3 separate regions of the Mus musculus genome follow, and regions 1 and 3 are each linked to region 2. The links are chromatin contacts, called in public promoter capture Hi-C maps. All regions are on one chromosome and are shown on one strand. The core of a region is the stretch at or near the end of the contact, and the rest is flanking DNA. Distances in the headings are between cores, read along the strand shown. Region 1 has its middle 27 kb from the start of Nsun7. Region 2 holds the start of Uchl1 (ubiquitin carboxy-terminal hydrolase L1). Region 3 overlaps Limch1 (LIM and calponin homology domains 1).

Region 1 (2,700 bases), core at 166-2,665, 440 kb before region 2:
ATGTGTAGCTAGTCACAGAAATTGGACTTGAAGCTGTAGTCACAGATGGTTGTGAGCCACATGGATGCTGAGAACTGAACTCAGGTCCTCTGGAAGAGCAGCAAGTTCTCTTAGCTGATGAGCCATCTCCCCAGCATGAATTATTTTTTTAAAAAAAGATTTATTTTTTTTTAATTTATTTATAAGATACACTGTAGCTGTCTTCAGACACACCAGAAGAGGGGCACCGAATTCCATTACAGATGGTTGTGAGCCACCATCTGGTTGCTGGGAATTGAACTCAGGACTGCTGGAAGAGCAGTCAGTGTTCTTACCTGCCGAGCCATCTCTCCAGCCCCCCAGAACATGGATTTTATGTACTTTTAAAGGCTTCCCACCTGTGAAACACCTTACTACAGGGCTCAGTCATCGTTTTTCCGTATAGAGCCAGCTGGTAAATTCTGTAAGCAGGATGGGGATGCTGGGGCTTGAACCCAGGGCCTTAAGTGTGCCAAGTATGTGTGTTAGCATTGATCTGCTTCAGACTCCGGCCACTCAGCTACATTCCCGAAGTCTCCTAAACATTTCAGATTTCAAGGGCCACCTGGTCTCTGTCATAACATCCAGTGCTGCCTTTGTACAACTACAACAACAACTTTCATAAGCAGTGAGCTTGGTGACAATCTGTCATTTCCACACTTGGGGGCTGTAGTAGAAGATCAGGAGTTTGAAGACAGCCTGGACCATTTATCTAGCGAGACTGTCTTCGGAAAAACAAAAACAGAAGCCTATAAATAAATTAGCGTGGCTATGCTCCAAGAAAGAGATTATGCAATTTGAATTTTACGTATTTTTGTGTGATGAAATATTGCTATGCTTTTGATATATTTCAACAATAAATACAGAAACTCTTTTTTAGCAAATGGTCGGCTGGCTCACAACTTGTGGCATGCAGACTAGAATGGGTTTTGGTCCTTGGCTAGTGAATGTTTGATCTTAGATTATGAAATCAGAGTCTTAAGGAATAAAGCTTGCTTAAGAATGTGAAGAATCGGGCTTTGCTTTCCTGATCCACCTGTTCTGACTAAGTGGCTGTGGCAACTTTAAAGAACAGAGAATGAGGAAAGCCATGGGGGGTTAACTAACAGTCTCTGGGCTTGGGGCATCTAAGATAAGGACCTTGGGCTTTTATGAAATAATTTTTTTAAAGACTTATTTTTACTTACTATGGATAATGTTTGCCTCATGTATGTATGTATGTATGTATGTGTGTATGTATGTATGTAGCACTGTGTGTCTGATGCCTGCAGATGCCAGAAAAGGGCATTGGATCCCCTGGAACTGAAGTTATAAACGTTTGTGAGTCACCATGTGAGTTCTAGGAACTGAAGCTGGGTTCTCTACACAAACCCGAGTCCTCTCTATGGTGAGCACCTCTCTAGTCATCCTCCCAGGCCCTCTATTGCTGAGTCACCTCTCTAGTCAGCCCCACCCCCACCCACCCCCACCCACCCCCACCCTGCCCACTCCTCCTCCCAGTATAAAGATAAAGGGTTTATTTAGCTCATAGCCCTGATCCAAGGTCAAGAATTGACTCTGTAGGTGGCCCTTTTGCTGGCAGAGTTCCAAGGCTAAGCTGTACGGGGCACACAGATATAATCTCAGCACCCTAGGGGCAGAGATGAGATTTCAGGTTCAAGGCTAGCCTGGTCTACAAAGAAGAAAACACACACATTAAGTGATAGGCCCTGCTATAGTGGAGAGTGGTGGCTAGTCAAAATGAAAGCATCAGGACTAGAACTTAAGGCTTCTATATTTTGTTGATTTGGTTTTCCTTTCTTTTTTTTTTTTAAGATTTATTTATTTTATATATGTGAGTACACTGTTGCTGTCTTCAGACACACCAGAAGAGGGCATCAGATCTCATTACAGATGGTTGTGAGCACCATGTGGTTGCTGGGACCCACTCAGGACCTCTGGAAGAGCAGTCAGTGCGTTTAATCACGCTGAGCCATCTCTCCAGGCCTTGGTTTGGTTTTTCAAGACAGGGCTTATCTGTGTGGCCCTGGCTGTCCGGGTACTTGCTTTATAGAACAGGCTGGCCTTGAACTCACAGAGGTCCTCTTGCCTGTGTTTCTCTAGTACTGGGATTAAAGATGTGCACCATCACCACCTGGGTATGATTTCTATTTTCAAGAATCCTCCTGTATCCATTATACCTTCTGTTAAAAAAATCAAATAAACTATGAATCAGAAACATAGACCCAGCTGTGAAACCCAACCAGTTTTCATCCACAGCATTTGTGTTCAAAGTAAGAGAAAACAAGGAGATACCCATCCCCTCTTTAAACTATTATTACACAAACATAACAAACTAGAAACATCAGACAGACCTGGGGTAATTACTACACAGCCAGCTGAACCCTTTACCTGAAAGATCTCTCTCCGTGGGCCATAAACGGTGGTTACAACCGAAATATAAGCGTTCAGCTGAGCCACCGGGTTAGCGAGTGGCTTTCCCTTGAATAAATGATCATTTTTGTCTTCCCGTTGCTGGATCTTACCATCTCCTGGTCTGACCATGGAAGTGCCGCTGCTGGTAAAACCAAAGCTTTTATCCAGATTTAGTTCCCATTTCTGTTTTATAGTGTAGGGTGGCCACTAGGTTAATACTTTTCCAGGTGCGTTTGGAGACAGATGAAAGGATAAAGGTATTCAGAA
Region 2 (2,700 bases), core at 84-2,583:
TTTTTATTAACTGCATTGAGATGTAATTTACATAGTATAAAATTCACTCAGAATCTTACTAATGCCTTCTTGCCTCTCACACTTGGTAAGTGAAGGTCATTTTTTTTTCCCTGATGGTGAAACTGGGAAGAAAATTGAAGTAGCACATTGCTGAGTCTAAAACAGAAAATGGACCCTTCCAGCCTCATTTACCAGGTTTTGTCTTCCTGCCTCATTTTCCAGCTGTAGCACCAAGCAAATGAACATCTCTGAACCCTGGATCCTGATGTATAAAATTTCACAAATACAATATTGGACCCTCTCAGGGTGAAATAAGATGGCCTGGTAAAGGATCCAGCTGGAGAGGCAGTGCTGTTAAAACAAGGTTGGTTCCCTCCATCCTATGCCTTGCTTACCTCGGGCTAGCAAAAAGCATGTCTGTTTTTCACCATTTGTTCTGAGCATATTTTTTAAAATACCCAACCTGCCTGCATCCTTAGCTACCTCATTCTGTGATTTAGCATCCCTGACAATTGATACAGATCTGGCCCCTCCTTCTACTCCGCCTTCAGCACAAGCGTTTGCCTTCCATCCTTTGAAATGTGCCTGTTAGAAAGAACACCCCCGCCCCCATCCCTGGAGAACCGCGGGCTCTCCTCCGTTGCTATTCCCTTTCTTCTGCGCCCAAAGTATTGTGGACCAAAATCTTATTATCCCAAACCCCTGTTCTTTGAAAAAAGGTTTCCCCTATTTTTTTTTTAAATGCTTTTTCCTTTAAGCCTCTAGTCTCAAATCATCTATCTTTTCTTTGGTCTGTTTCTAAAGTCCTCCGGCGCCCGTATTCTATGTGTCTCGCATGTACTGCTTCCCAGCGACCCACCGGTTCTTCCCCTGGAGTCACATTACATCAGCTTCACTAATGCACTCCGTATCAGATGTTTTATTCTAGGCAGTCCATTAAAAACCGAGCCTGGACACAGGTTGAATTTAACATGGAGGACAGATTGTCTAAGGTTAAGTACAAACTGTTCCGAGATGGGCGGGGGGGGGGAGGGAGGAAGACCGACAAATATTTATATTCATATTAAACACTACATATACCTGTTGATTTTGTGCTTTTTTTTCTCTCTCTCTCAATGTTTCAGAGACCCTCGAGCTTTGGAGTGATTGAGACGACAGAGGAGGGTTTCCAGAAATTTCGCTCCAAATTGAAAGCTCCCTCAAATAGGCTGCTTCATGCGCTCAAGGAACACCCACCAACAAAACCCATCTCCACAACCACCAGATTAGCTCACCGGCGAGTGAGACTGCAAGGTTTGGGGGCTTGGCTTGTACCATTCTGTGCGGTGCATGGGGGAGTTCGAGCCCTCTTGGCCTTCCTCCTCTGCTTGTTTCTGCTCCCGTCTCCCCTGCTCAGGCTTTCCCAGTGAGCGAGGCCGGCGCTTTATAACAGCAGCCTGGGCGGCTCCACCGGCTGTTTTTTCGGCTCCTCGGGTTTGTGTCTGCAGGTGCCATCCGCGAAGATGCAGCTGAAGCCGATGGAGATTAACCCCGAGGTAAGCATAGCTGCTGGGTCGCTTCGGGAGAAATAAGGCTGACCCTTAGCTACAGCTCGGTAGCTGAATCATTTAGTTTTATTATCATTTTCCTCTTTGCTTTTGGCTTTCAGATGCTGAACAAAGTGAGTGGCGCGGCGCGCAGTCTCTGTCCCTATCCTCCAAGAGCATCGTTGGAGACGCCCAGCCGGCCGCGCCCTGTGCAATGGAGGTGGCTGGGCTGGGGCGCCCAGCTGGGTGTCGTCTCTGCCCTGAGTTATCTAGGGGTTTGGGAGTGACTGAGAGATCGATCACGGGGAGGTGGCGGAGGATGGACCCGGACAGCAACGAGCGCGGGGAGCAGCTCTCGAGGGCGTGGCGACGGCCCGCGGACTCTAGTCCGAGGGCTTCGCGCGAGCCACGTGTGGGCTGAGCTTTGTGCTGTGTCACTGCGCGGCACGCAGGGTGGGACGGCGCGGAGGCTCCTCCCAGACTCGGGTGGGGACCCGTGTGTGTGTGTTTGGTGGGGGGTTGGGGAGTGGGAGGGCCGCACGAGGGATGCTCGTGCTGGCCCCGCCCCCTAGCAGGTGCCCATTATTTGTCTGGCTTTTTCGGTCTGGCTGCCCTGTCTTTTTCTTGCAGGTGTTGGCCAAGCTGGGGGTCGCCGGCCAGTGGCGCTTCGCCGACGTGCTAGGGCTGGAGGAGGAGACTCTGGGCTCAGTGCCATCCCCTGCCTGCGCCCTGCTGCTCCTGTTTCCCCTCACGGCCCAGGTAGGGAGAGGTCTGTGATGGGCGGGTCTCAGTGGATACGCAGTGTTGTGGAATGAGTTCCTACCTCACGCTGTCCCCTTTTCCTGTAGGGTCCCTGATAAGGATCCCACTTCTTAGGGTGGGAGGTGCTTGCATTTTCATCGGGGCTCTATTGTGATGTCCATTATTGCCTCAATTTGGAAGAGAAGGAGCCCATTGCGTCTAAGTCTTTTTTTCAGTTATCCAAAGAAAGATCTCCAACTTGTTTATTTTGTTTGTTTGTTTACTTATGAGCCTTGCTCCCACTTGCGGATGGCCGGTTTGTTTTTTTTTTTTTTTCCTTTTAAGGGCCGTGAGTGGGTCAGGTCCCTGGTTTGGTTCTGTTGCTCTCTCACCTGACTGTAAACTGATGAGGGCCTGGCTTGCTTAAGTCAAA
Region 3 (2,700 bases), core at 127-2,626, 350 kb after region 2:
GAAGAGAAGAGAAGAGAGAAGGAAGGAAAGAGAGAGAGAGAGGGAGGGACGGAGGGAGGGAGGGAGGGAGGGAGGGAGGGAGGAGGGAGGGAGGGAGGGAGGGAGGGAGCGAGCGAGCAAGCAAGCAAGCAAGCAAGCAAGCAAGCAAGCAAGCAAGCATTGACAAGACAGTGACAGGGTTTGAAGTAGACTGTGCCTAAGCCCTCAGGACTGGCACCCGGCCCTCAGGGTCTGGTCCTTTAGACCTGACCAGAGGCCCAATCTGTACTTCCTGCGAGTTCACGTGTCTAGCGATGCTGTTATAGCCGCCCAGAAATCCCGACCTGTGAGCCACTGACTTGAACTATTTATTTGAACGGTGTCTCAAGACATTGCACATGGACATGAAACGGACCGTCGTGCTTATTTAGACTCCACGAAGTGCCTGTCTTTCTGGAAGCCAGAGACCTCCAATAAACGTAGCCTCTGAAGGCATGCTTGTCATCAGCTGGAGTGTGGTGAAAGAAGTCATGGGTTATGGCCCAGATACAAGAAGTCATTTAAGTGACTAGCATGAATTCCAGCCTCCAGTCCAAAGGAACCAGAAGCCCTGGAACCGCACCTCGTAAATTCTCTCTCCCCCAGAAGTTGGTGTCTCCCCAATTTCTTTAAAGCCATCTATTTATAGATGCTCACACAGGTCACTGCTGATCTGCCTGTCAACCTGAAAAAGGGTTCCACGGGTCCCCCGAAGCATACACGTGTGCATCAATACAGTCATTCAGCACTCTGGAACCACTCATAAACTACAGCTAAAGCTGACAGAGTTCCTTTGTCCAAGTTGTTTCTGTAAAACACGGGCTTTAGACTGCTGTGTTCATTGCTCCGGGGATGGAAGTAGCAGAGCCTCACTGCGTAGGGAGCAAATGCTTGCCAGAAATTCTGTGCGCTTGGCACCTCCAGCAGACGTGTGCTGTCTGGATGTTTGAAAGGAAGCAAGCCACACACTTCCTCCTTTCATCAGTGTGGTGTGAAGAATGCCACAAACCCACTACACATCTCTACAGCCTTTTTGATTTTCCTAGAGTTGCTTCTGCATAGCCTGTTACTATGACATCTTGACCTTTAACTCTTAAAAAAAAAAAAATCCCCACTGAGTACAGGTGTAAAAGCTTTCAGGAACTCAGACTGGCCAGTTCCACTGCCCACTGTCCACGTCGTCAGGTTTTGTGTGTATTGTGGTAAGATGTTTTACATGTTAGGTTCAGAGACGGTCAGTCCCTGAGTCGACCCCAACTGACCCACCTTGACATGTGGAATGTGTTCTGCTCAGTTCTCACCCAGTTTCATGGATTTCTGTTTGTTCTATTTTGCCATCTGATCTAGAGCTGCCTGGCAGTGCCCCGCTGAGAGTTCAGAACTCTTGGCGACGGTCCCAGTTTTTCTCCCAGTCAGGTAAACAACATACCAGGTCACTGGCCTTTTCTTTATGTAAAAAATCCATGTTGGGTCAACCAATGTCGTTTGGCACTTGTCTTCCTTTCTGATTTTAGATCTTTTTCTTTTTTTTAAAGAGAGATGCTTGTTTGTGACACACAGTTAGCAATGAGCTTGTTCCTTGACACCAGCACGTGTTGTACTAAAACCGGGAGGAATTCCACGGAACTTTATATTGATTTTAAGATGCCAGAGGAATACCACCATCGGTATCCACCTGGCTCTCCCTCCCCCCCCCCCCCCCCCCCGCGCCTTTAAAACGATGATCAGAAGCCACAAGGTTCTCTTGTTAACTGTGTTACAAGAACTCTGTCCTTCCTGGATGCCGTCTGGCCTCTCGGTGTGGGGCTTCTTCTCCATGAGAGACAGTGGAGGGACTGCTCCCTTTGCCAGAGTGCAAGCTGTACTAAGAGCCAGCACTCATAGCTGCAGTCAAAGCTTCCTAGAGTCTAGTACCTAGCGCTTCCTGATGTCTTCCGCTCTTCTTCCTTTTGGTGATGGGCACAACCTTCCGCAGGCCTCTGCTTCATGGTGGTTTTCTAATACTGCCAAAGTTAACTTAACGTAGGAACTGCACTCAACTGAGAGGATCACGAGACCAGTACAGCCGAAAGCTATCACACTGACGCCTCTTTTCTTTCTTTTATTCTGCATAGCGGATTCTCCAAGCAGTGAAAAGTCCCCTGGGAGCACACCCGTGAGTATTCCCTCTTAAAGAACAAAGCCGTGCCTTCAGAGTGACTTTAACTTGTATTTGATTTTCTTAGGGAGTACTCAACCAAAACTGAGATCCAATTTTTTTTTTTTATTTTGAAATAACAGTTTCATTAGATTGTAAGGATTATCATTCTGTGTGAGGTAGTTCTCCTGCCTGGAAACAAAATGCTGGTCCCTTTGTATCTCCTTGAGCCCAGGTTTACTAGTCTGGGCTAATATTTATGATACTGGAGGTAGATCCTCTCTCTTTAACCCTTTAATGTTCAGTGAGGTGCAAATAGCGCTCTTTCAGGGTAGTTGTGAGTATTAATTAAAATCATTATATAACTGCCGCTATACAGTACCCGATACTGGCATGATCCTTCCCTCTCCAGTGAGCAGTCCAAGACGCTTACCATAGCCAGTAGCACTTAGTTATCTACAGGCCAATTTTCCCCTTTGTGGCCGTGTAGAATGGACCACCACTTGTCACATAGCCTTGGTATCTCCGGCCACACTTCAGAACTA

Evidence for each region. Promoter capture Hi-C pulls out the DNA fragments that hold promoters and counts their contacts.
Region 1: a contact with region 2 is called in a promoter capture Hi-C map of the C10 cell line. The contact joins the enhancer-like site here to the promoter of Uchl1 in region 2. A contact is called at or near these places in 5 of 39 promoter capture datasets (3T3-L1-derived adipocytes, the C10 cell line, the SN4741 cell line and 1 more) and 8 of 115 datasets of contacts at active chromatin or transcription factors (astrocytes, embryonic forebrain, embryonic hindbrain and 4 more).
Region 3: a promoter capture Hi-C map of cranial neural crest shows a contact between it and region 2. The contact joins the enhancer-like site here to the promoter of Uchl1 in region 2. A contact is called at or near these places in 21 of 39 promoter capture datasets (the 3T3-L1 cell line, 3T3-L1-derived adipocytes, the C10 cell line and 12 more), 2 of 15 datasets of contacts at CTCF or cohesin (the NIH/3T3 cell line and embryonic stem cells), 3 of 484 Hi-C or Micro-C datasets (bone marrow-derived macrophages, colorectal tumor organoids and double positive thymocytes), 21 of 115 datasets of contacts at active chromatin or transcription factors (SST interneurons, astrocytes, bone marrow-derived dendritic cells and 12 more) and 5 of 9 other capture datasets (adipose tissue, embryonic stem cells, liver and 2 more).

What each region holds. Positions count from the first base shown.
Region 1 is chr5:66,231,181-66,233,880 of GRCm38.p6, forward strand. No RefSeq gene overlaps it. Among named protein-coding and RNA genes, the nearest start is that of Nsun7, 27 kb to the right of the region's middle. Within about 2 kb of position 1,416, at least 29 of the 459 cell types and tissues checked have an H3K27ac peak or open chromatin away from gene starts, as enhancers often do. A contact at or near this core is called in embryonic stem cells, where this site is marked.
Region 2 is chr5:66,674,788-66,677,487 of GRCm38.p6, forward strand. It overlaps Uchl1 (ubiquitin carboxy-terminal hydrolase L1), which reads left to right and starts at 1,334. Exons shown (of 9, transcript NM_011670.2): 1 at 1,334-1,535; 2 at 1,649-1,660; 3 at 2,157-2,285. The coding sequence starts at 1,503. It overlaps Uchl1os (ubiquitin carboxy-terminal hydrolase L1, opposite strand), which reads right to left and starts at 1,710. Exons shown (of 5, transcript NR_102714.1): 1 at 1,275-1,710.
Region 3 is chr5:67,023,940-67,026,639 of GRCm38.p6, forward strand. Limch1 (LIM and calponin homology domains 1) reads left to right here. Exons shown (of 26, transcript NM_001001980.3): 17 at 2,133-2,173. Among named protein-coding and RNA genes, the nearest start is that of Gm33040, 26 kb to the left of the region's middle. Within about 2 kb of position 1,377, at least 31 of the 459 cell types and tissues checked have an H3K27ac peak or open chromatin away from gene starts, as enhancers often do.